Linked DNA regions of Oryctolagus cuniculus: region 1 is linked to region 2. Evidence: chromatin contacts called from public Hi-C data. All regions are on one chromosome and are shown on one strand. Each heading gives the region's core, a stretch centred on a gene start, on an enhancer-like site or on the middle of the called end of the contact. The rest is flanking DNA. Distances are from core to core; before and after follow the strand shown. Region 1 has its middle 300 kb from the start of CLINT1. Region 2 has its middle 89 kb from the start of CLINT1.

Region 1 (4,833 bases), core at 475-2,974, 210 kb before region 2:
ACTTGAGCCGTCACATGCTGCCTCCCAGACACACTAAGAGGAAGCTGGATTGGAAGTGGAGTTGTTGGCACATGATATGGAATTCAGGCATCCCAAGTGTTAATTAACCAGGAGCAGCACAAATCCCACCCCCATACCTCAATTCTACAGATGAGTTGTTAAAGCCCATAGCAGTGAAATGTCACATACAAGGGCTGCCAAATGCCCATGGAAAATACGTAACACATAAAAATTACACATGAATATTCACAAAAAAAAATTTACTAAAATAAACTCACTTTTCATTCCATTCTTCCACAAACTCTAGAAGACTTCTCATGTGTCAGAGTAAAGTGGTAAAACTAGAAACTAGACTGTGGCCATCAGTCTCCAGGGGCCTCTTAACCTCCATCCTACATTACCTTTTTTTTTAAAGATATTATTTATTTGAGAGGTAGAGTTTCAGAAAGAGAAGAAAAGATATAGAGAAAGGTCTTCCATCTGCTGGTTCACTCCCCAGATGGCCCCAATGTCTGGAGCTGAGCCAATCCAAACTAGGATCCAGGAGCTTCTCCTGAGGCTCCCACACAGGTGCAGGGGCCCAAATACTTGGGCCATCTTCCGCTGTCCTCCCAGGCCATAAGCAGAGAGCTGGATCGGGAAAATAGCTGAGACATGACCCAGTACCCATATGGGATGCCAGCACTGCAGGTAGAGGCTTAGTCCACTAAGCTACAGCGCCAGACCCGATCCCACATTACCCTTAACCGCTTTTCCCCTCTTCTGCCCTCTCAGAGCTTTCACCCCTGTCCAACCACAAGACACTGTCACAGGGACCACAATTCAACTCTTATCCTGGAAGAGAAGTGGTGCCTCCGAACCTGGAGCACCGTAACAGAGCAGGGACAAAACCTCTGTTCGGACAGTAGCTCTGTCAGATGTCTCCGACAGCAGGCTGCCAGCCAGTCAGAGGGCAGCTGCTCACAGCTGCATTTCAAAGCAACACACTAAGGTAAGCTACTAACGTGTGGACTCAACCACTCCACAACTTGCTTAAAAGCCACACTGTGTTTCCTGCACAATGGCCGCAGGCCAAAACACACACATTCCAGTTTTTACGACATGCAGGTAAGCATTCTATTAATGGCCCCTTCCCTGTTCCCTCACTCTCACTTGTGTGTTGTGCTCTGCTTGTTCCTTCTCCTTGGTTTTTTCCTGTCTTAGCTCAGCTCTGCTCTCTGCCTTCCTAGCTTCCAGGACCTCCTGATCAAGGCTTGCTTGCCCATCTCCCACCTGGCTTTTCTGCAACTTCCTCACTGTGGCGGTTTCCCCTCCTTCTGGACCTTGATCAGATTTTCCCCAGTGACTCAGCTTCCCTGCCCCCATCTTCCTGTTGGCCAGACACAGCCTCCATTCCCTGCCTTTTCAGTGTCTTGGCTCCAGCAATGAGGACGTGAAATCTCACTCCAGTTCCCACTTCTCCCACTTCCGGCAGCCTCCATCCTCTCTCCTCCTCCATAGCTACTCCCCTTTCCTTCTGGACACCTGGTCCCCTTCTTTCACTCTCCTTCCCTCACACCCTTCACCTCTGCCCTTTGCTTCCGGAGACTCTCATCTGTCTTCCCCTCCAGCCCTTTGAGTCCCCTCCTGGTTTTCACCTTCCCCTCCCCTTATCTTTGTTTTTCTTCCTTCTGGCTGCTGATAGAGTAGGAGAAGTTGAGCCCCAGGAGCCAGTCTGTCTGTCTAAAATGAAAACTGCACAGACAAGGGGTCTTGGTGCCTACATGCAGTCTGCTCCTGACTAGAGCTGAGCTAGAAGGCTTCAGAGTGCAGTCACTCCGCATGCCAGGCATCCAGCTCAGTGCACAGAAGGCAGAAAGAACCAACTGTTCCTTTCTTTCAGTGATCTCGTGGAAGTCAAGGCCAAACATCAGGTTTGAGACATGTCATTAGTAAGATGTAGCTTTGGGGAGGGACTTCATGACTAAAACTGCGCCCTCCCCATGATACACATACACACACACACACACACACACACACGCATGCACTCACACATGCACACACAAATCTTTTGTCAGAGTAAACAGCCCTTTTCAGCTGTAATGCATCCAACTCTCACACTGCAAAATAAAAATTCTAAAAGGAACCAGAAGCACTACAACAGGAGATGTTGCTGCTGGAGAAAAGGCTGCTTCCAGCCCCTTACCTCCAGCCCAACAATACTTTTCAACTTGTGCTGTTCCTGTTTCCTTAGCAAAGCTTCCATTCAAGCAGAGCCGGTGCCTTTTCTTAGAGGACAGCGCCATCTAGCAGGTGAAATTCCAAACCCTTAGCTAAGTGCTGAGACAACCTCCCAGCTCCAATTTCTCTTTCTCTCAGCCAATCAAACTCCACCAGATCTGAAGTGGTGATTCAACCCGGTGGCTTTGGATATCTGAATAATGGCTTGGACCCCTCTCTGGAGCTATGTGGCACTCTTTGTTCCTCTGTCATTTCTGCTTTATCCCTTCTGTGATGACCCTATTTCCATCTGAATTTATGGGAGGGACACAATTAAGCCCATTAGAAAGGCAAATCATTTTTATTTCCCTTGCATAGCCTGATCAATCAGTAGCAGCTTATTAGACCTCTACCAAAAAGACCGAGAAGGATTCTAAGACCAAGTGCACATAAACAGGGAAGACTGCTGTGAAACACTGCCAGTGCCTGCTGAAGGCATGGGCACGTACGGCAGCCGCATGCTGGTCACATGTTTGCCTTCCCTGGAGTAGAGCATGTGCAGGACCCAGCTGCTGCATAACACCAAAGACATTCCAAGGCCACAGCAATTAATCTTCTCAAACCCCTCCTCTTACAGAGGAAGCAAACTGAGGGCCAGTCAGGTGATGTCTTACATAAGACCTCCCAGCTCTTTTGTAGCAATATCAAGACTATACCCTAACCTCATATCTCTTCTTCTATCATCCTTTCCAATATCTCAGGTTGCCTCTAGTGACATTCAGTAGGGGTAGAAATTCATATTGCCTCGACAAGAGTACCCAAGTCCTGCAATCTCATTCACCCAAGAAGGAAACATCTGAAGAGCACTGCCCAGAGTGGGAGCTCTGGCTAGAGTCTGTGACCGACTCCATGGCTGCTCAGATAACTAGGCACAAACGATCTCGAAGCCACACCTTCACCTTTCCAGAGAACATAGTGGCACCAGTTAGTGACGGATGCCATTGCTACAGGCATTGGCCTGGAGAGTGGAAACATGAATGTTATAGATTTTCCAGGTGCTGCTGATTTTGTGTTAAGACCTTGCAGTGAGTGACTTGGGCAGGAGTCAGAAAGCAAATTCTTGAATATTAATTAAAAAGCTGAGTTAAGGGACACGCTGTGATAATTCTTATGCCTATCCCAGTAACATAACCTGCTCCAATGGCTTTTGGAACAAACCTCTTTTCCTTGTAGCTTCCTGACCGAGATGCACCCCTAAATTCAATCCTACTGAAATTATTTCTGGCCTTTGTCCATTCAACCCCCAGAGTCATTTGGTGAGAGAAAGACTCCAAGACCTAGTTGAGCACTAGTAACTTCCATTTATTTGGTGCAAGTAATAGGCAAGGACTGTTTCTTAAAGAGTTATCTGTCAGCCACTGCAGGTGAAAGGACACACAAAGGTCCACTAGCTCTCTAATCCTGGAAAAAGTCAACTACAAAAGAGGAGATACAATTTCTCTGAGGCTCTCCAACATGCCCCAACCTTCCATGAGGCTGCTCAGAGACACTTTTGAGAAGCTGAAAGCATGTGCATCTACATGGAACTATTGATACTTGGTCAGCTTCTTCCAACCCAGCACCCTCTTACTCCACAAAGTTAACGCTCAATTATAATTTAGTTCTATTGATATCAGATGCCAAGTCAGATATTGGCACAACATGCAAAGAAAGAGTAATTCAACCTGGGAGCTGGAGAAGTTCCTTTACAGAGTCCATACATTTAAGTAGGACTTAGAAGAAAGAATGAGGTTTTGCCATAAGTCTTCATCAACAGATTAACATATTAGAGAGAAATAAAGACTATTGTGGGGATTTCTTAGTGTGGACTGCATCTGTACATGTTAAAGTCTCTGGATTTATTCTCAAATGGAGTTGTTAGTTCCAGGAAGGAATGCTCTCAACAGAAAATTTGAACTGACCATGGCTTACTGTGTCACCTCAGTCAAGTCACCCTACTATCCTGTGCCTTGGCTTCTTCAATCATTAAATAAAATTGACTTCCAACATCAAGCTCCATGAGACTTGAAATTTTAACTAACAAGTATGTAAAAGCTTTTGAAGATAAAAGGAACTGTTCAAAACAACAATAGTTACAGTAACAATGTTTACTGAGCACTTACTACCTTCTAGGAACTGTGTCTTGAGCTTATAAAATTTTATTACCACAGCAATCATTATTGTTGCCATTTTACAGTGGAGGAACTGTATTCATAAGAACAGTAACTTGATCAAATGAATCCAACAAGCACATAGTAGAGCTAATGTTGACAGATAGATAAGTGAGGGTGGTGCTCATCTTCTCCACCCTTAGATATGCTGGAGCTTCTCTCTTTCACTAGGTGTGGTTAGACTGTCTCACTGTTCAGGTCAGAAACTGAATCACCACACAATACCATGCACAGATTGAATAAATGGTGCAGGGGTGGTGCCCTGCTTGAGTCCCACTTGCCAAACCCCAGAAAGACAGAAAACCTCCTTCTGTTAATTTACTTGGGGTCAAATATAGTCCCAGCACATCACTCTCTCTTAGACCAGTGGGTGTCAAGAAGGGATCAATATGCAAATGCCAAGTTTTGCTAAAAACACACCCCA
Region 2 (5,381 bases), core at 1,374-3,873:
GAAAAGATTGCCTAATCTAATGTTGGTGGGAATTCAAACTAGTACAGCCACTGTGGAAGACACTATGAACATCCCTCAGAAAGCTGAACACAAATCTACCATATGACCCAGCCATCACACTCCTGGGAATTTACACAAATTAAATTAAATCAGCATATGAAAGAGTTATCTGTACTCCATGTTTATTGTAGCTCAATTCACAATAGTTAAGATATGTAATCAACCCACATACACATCAACCAATGACTAGAAATGACTAGCCATAAAAAAGAATGAAATCCTGTCTTGGGCAACAAAATCATTATACTGAAAATCATTATACTTAATGAAATAAGCCAGTACCAAAAGGACAAATATCTTATGTTCTCCCTGATATATGGTAACTAATAGAGTACCAAAAGATAATGTCTATTACTGAAACTGACTTTTTGAGAATTGACTAGTTTACAGCCCTCGTTTCTACTGCTGTAGAACAGTTTGGTTTTTTTCCTTATTTTTTTGGATACTTAGCAGAGGTTTAATCTTATGATTAGAAAATGAAAGCATATCATTGTAAAAATTAATAATAAAGGAAGGAGAAGGGAGAGTGGGAACATGGGCAAGAAGGAGGGTAGAGTAAGAAGCATCACTATGTTCCTAAATCTGTATGAAATTTGCTCACCTTACATAAATTTTGAGAATTATTTTAAAAAAAGAAAACTAGTGGAGACTTTGCCACCCACATGGCAGACCTAGACTGAGTTGCTGGTTCCTGGCACAGCCCAAGCTGTCATTGGCATTTGGGGAGTCAACTAATGGATTCAAGTTATTCTTCTGTTGCATTCAGTCCCTCTCTCACTTTCTCTGTCTCTCTACCTTTCAAATAATTTTTTTTAAAGTTTTTAATGTGAGTGGTAGTAAAAACTACCCTAGGGTTATCAGTGACACATATGTTCACATATGTGAACTGCTCAGGACAGTGCTTTGATCTGTTTCCACCATTATGCTTAAGTAGTGATACCATGGGATAATTTTTGCTCTCTTTTACATTTTTCCTTAGGATATGAGCTTTCCCTTTTTTTAACAAAGATTTTTTGTAATCTGAAAAAAATTTATTTTAGCAAAATAAAAAGGAATGGAGGGAGAGGGGAAATAAATATGTTTCATTCTTTTGGGTTAATTCCAGTTTTATTTACCACTGAACTCTGATTTCATTAGATCATTTTAACTGTGATTATTTGAAGAAGACTTGAGGGTTTTTTGTAGAAAATAAACATTTCCTTTATAGTACAAATATTTTAGTCTTTCATACATTTGTCCTATAATTTAGACTTTTTAAGTTTCTTAAAGGCAAGATAAATATGAGTGCCCATTCAGATAATGGTAGTATTTTCTCCTTTTCCTAACTTTCTATGTTGATAATTTTTAAGCATAAAACTTGAAAAAATAGTACAATTAACAGTCTTTGTAGCCACATTTCAACAATTAAACATTTTCCCTTATGTGTTTTCTATCTCCCCTGCTTAAACACAACAGAACTTCAAATAGTTGATGGAAAATGGAATTAGCATATAAATTTTTTGATCAAAAATTGAAATCCTTGTCTTTTTTCATATTATGCATATCCATGAGCTTTGTTTTTTAAAAAAAGGATTTATTTATTTATTTGAAAGGCGGATCATCAGATAGAAGGGAGGAGAGAAAGGTTTTCTATCTGCTAATTCACTTATCAAATGGCCACAACAACTCAGGCTGGAACAGGTTGAAGTCAGGATCCAGGAAATCCATCCGTCCCACCTGTGTGACAGGGGCCCAAGCACTTAGGACATCTTCCCCTGCCTTCCCTTGCACATTACCAGGAGGCAGGATCAGAAGCTGAGAAGCCATAGTTCAAACCAGCACTCCAGTATGGGATGCCATCATCAGAAAGAATAGCTTAACAGTGTGCCACTACACTGGCCCCTCCGTGAATTTTTTGAAGACCCTGCATATTCAAGGATTTCACATGTTGTGCATTAAAATAAAATATTTCAATTCCACTTTCCATTAACTTTTTGGCATAACCTATACATGGATCAGTTTTTTTGTTAGCCAGCTAAACTTCAGGCATCATCCCACTTCGCCTCTGAACACTGCAGCATGAAGTATTCAAGAATAAGCACATTTTTCTAGATAGTCACAATACTATGAGATAATGGAAATTACCCTCTCACATCAGTAAACATTGCCATGCAATTATTTATTCATTCCACAAATATTTATTGAGCAAAACAAATATGGTTCCACCCTTCATGGAATGAAGGAGAGATTTAGAAACAGTCACACAGCTCATTCACTATATAATTACAAATGTGGTGAATGTCCTTAAGTAAAGTAGATAGTATATCCACTTCAAACTTATCTTGGATTCTCTAGTTCTAAAAATAAAAGTAATGACAAGCCCTGATTGTCGTATTAGGAGATTTCCAATTGCAAACAACAGACACCCAGAGAAAATAGCTTGGGGGATGCATATTTATTGGCTCACTCTAAGCACAACCAGAAGGACCTTAAATGGCATCTTCCCTTGCATCTCCACACCCCAACTTCATCCTCACTGCTGATTTAATTCTCAGCAGCAGCCTTTCTCCAAACAGATGTTGACTGGTTGACTTGTAACTAGATCCAGATAAAGATCTCTCAAAACCCAGGTTCCAAGACTTAGAGAATATCTGATTGGTTTATACTGGGTTATGCACCCCTCTCTGAACCCAATCCTGGGCCCAGTGCAATGTCATGTTCCCATTGGTCAGGCTGAGACCCATGCCCACACATTGTGCCTGACAAAAGGGGAAGGGGTACTTTCATTCAAATTGGAAATTTTTCTTCCATCACATTGGATGGTCAAAAGCCACTTGCCTTCCTCATGACAGCGTCTAAAATTCTGCCCCTCCACAGGTCCTGGAAACCTACAGAGGACCTAAGAAACTGGAGTCCATTGTACCACAGCAGATACTCCCAAACGGGGGAAAGCAGCCAAAAGCTTCCAGTTCTCGCTAGAGCTATGTCTTAACAGGCCAATTCCACCAGGGGTCAGGGCAGAGCGAAAAAGCAGAATCAACTCCCGGAGGGCTCTTCAGCAGCTCGCCAGCGCTCCCTGGGAGCAGCCGGGGGTGAGGCCAGCTGCAAGCCATGACTCTTTCAGAATGGACTTTCTAGTGGACTGATCTAGACCGGAGCGGGTAGCAGACAGGATGAGGAAGGTGATTTTTAGAAACTTGCACTGCAGCTGCACACGAACACAGACTTCAGGGACCCAGAATCGTGCAAAATGAAACACAAAATGTACTGCTGTAGTGGGAATCTCACCTCCACCTGTGCCTGCCTCTCTAGGAGCAACTTCCACTACCCTTCTGCCTGCTCATTAAGGCTCAGCCACACTGATTGCCTCTCTCTCTGCACCTGGAACACCAGGCTTATTCCAGAGCCTCTACACCTGCAGTAATCTCAGCCTGGTACATCCTTTTCCTAGATCTCTCTTTGCATATCGGGTTCCTGTAAAGGGGGTTTCAGCTTAAATGTTAGTCCCCATCCCCTGCTAACCTAGTCTAATACACAGTAATGCCAACACATCGCTCTTCCTATCACTTATCACCCTCTCAATTTATCTGTAAACTGACTGATTTGTTATTGTACTTTCCCCACTCCACACCAAAGCCCAAGAAACTCAGGGACTTTGTTGAGAGTGTGGTTTCCCCAGCACCTAGAATTCTGCCTCTTGGGAGCATTTAATAAGGGCTCAGTAAACATTTGTTGAAAAACAGAACAAAAGTATGAGCTCTAGTTTTCCACCTATGCGATGCTTATACATTAATAATGCTAGCAAATACTGTATTGTCTTTTAGGCACATTGCAAGGGCTGTGGTGAGCTCTGTATGTCTACTTTATATTTCTTCAGTCCCAACAAGACCTCAAATATTCTCAGGACTTCAAATATCCAAAGACATGTTTCTGATGCTGAAATCCCTCTCTTAGCAATCTCTCCCTCCAGCTTAATTTAAAATTTTTAAAGTATCCTCTGCTGCAAGAACATTTGTTCAAGGAAAATTTTACCTGGAAGACTTACATGAAAAACAATTGAAAAAAATTATCATGTTTTAGGCCATAAAAAGGCCTTCAATAAATTTCAGTAACGGGAATCCTCGGGCTATTATCTCTGACCTAAGGTAATTGAGTTAGAAGTTTGTAATAATAGATGAGACATTTCTCAGTTTTTAGTACTCTAGCTCAGAATTGAAAAAGGGAGGAGAGATTTAGTATTTTGTTCTTTCTACTGTCAGGGTTCTCCAGGGAAACACAATCCATGAGGTTTATATAGAGCTACAGGAAAAGCCACATTGTGAGGGACTGGTTCACCTGATCGTGGAGGCTGAGAAGTCCCACCGCCTGCGATCTTCGAGCTGGAGGCCCAGGAGAGCCGGTGGTTTAGTTCTAGTTCAAGCCTAAAAACTGGCAGCCAAAAAGCCAAATAGTGCCCATCCAGTCTGAGACCAAAGGCCCCAAAACAGAAGTGGGAGTGTGGAGCTGATAGTGAAAAAATCCCTGAGTCCAAAGGCTTGAGAAAACGGAGCTCCAATGTCCCAGGGCAAGAGAAGATGGTCGTCCCAACTCAACGGAGAAAGACTTCTCCCTTCCTCTGTCTTGCTCTGTATGGGTCATCATCAGATCAGATGACTCCACCCACTTTAGGGAGGGTAAGCTTTCTTTCATTTAGTGCTATGGTTTAAACGTGTGTGTCTTCCAAACTTCAGGTGTTGCCCATGTGATATTATTAAAAGGTGAGGGTCTTTAAGAGGTGATGAGGTCATGAGGCCTGCTCACTGTGGAAAGGTTTGAAACCTTTCTAGAAAAGGCTTCCTTCTAGAACCGACACCTTGATCCTTCTTGGTCTTTCCAACCTCTAGAACTGAGAAATGTCTTTTATTTAAAAATTACCCATATACATTTTTTAAAAGATTTAAGTAATTATTTGAGAGGCAAAGTTACAGACTGAGAGAGGGAGAGACAGAGAGAGAGAGAGGTCTTCTATCTGCTGGTTCACTCCCCAAATTACCACAATGGCTGAAGCAAGGCCATACTGAAGCCAGGAGCTTCTTCTGGGCCTCCCACATGGGTGCAGGAGCCCAAGCACTTGGGCCATTTTCTGCCGCCTTCCCAGCCACATTAATAGGGAGCCGGATCAGAAGTGGAGCAGCCAAGACTCAAACGGGCATCCATATGGGATATGCTGGCACTGCAGACAAAGGCTTAACCTATTATGCTACAGCACCAGCCCCACCAATATACATTTTTGTAGCAGCACCAAAAAAGAAAATCTACTGATTCAAATGCTAATCTCTAACATATCATGAATAAAATGTAAA

Evidence for each region. Hi-C and Micro-C count contacts between places; a contact is called where the count stands out from the background.
Region 1: a contact with region 2 is called in a Hi-C map of skin fibroblasts, with 2.3 times the contacts expected there. The contact joins two enhancer-like sites. A contact is called at or near these places in 2 of 6 Hi-C or Micro-C datasets (embryonic fibroblasts and skin fibroblasts).

The regions. Positions count from the first base shown.
Region 1 is chr6:45,063,407-45,068,239 of mOryCun1.1, reverse strand. No RefSeq gene overlaps it. Among named protein-coding and RNA genes, the nearest start is that of CLINT1, 300 kb to the right of the region's middle. Within about 2 kb of position 1,724, at least 2 of the 8 cell types and tissues checked have an H3K27ac peak or open chromatin away from gene starts, as enhancers often do.
Region 2 is chr6:44,851,208-44,856,588 of mOryCun1.1, reverse strand. No RefSeq gene overlaps it. Among named protein-coding and RNA genes, the nearest start is that of CLINT1, 89 kb to the right of the region's middle. Within about 2 kb of position 2,623, at least 1 of the 8 cell types and tissues checked has an H3K27ac peak or open chromatin away from gene starts, as enhancers often do.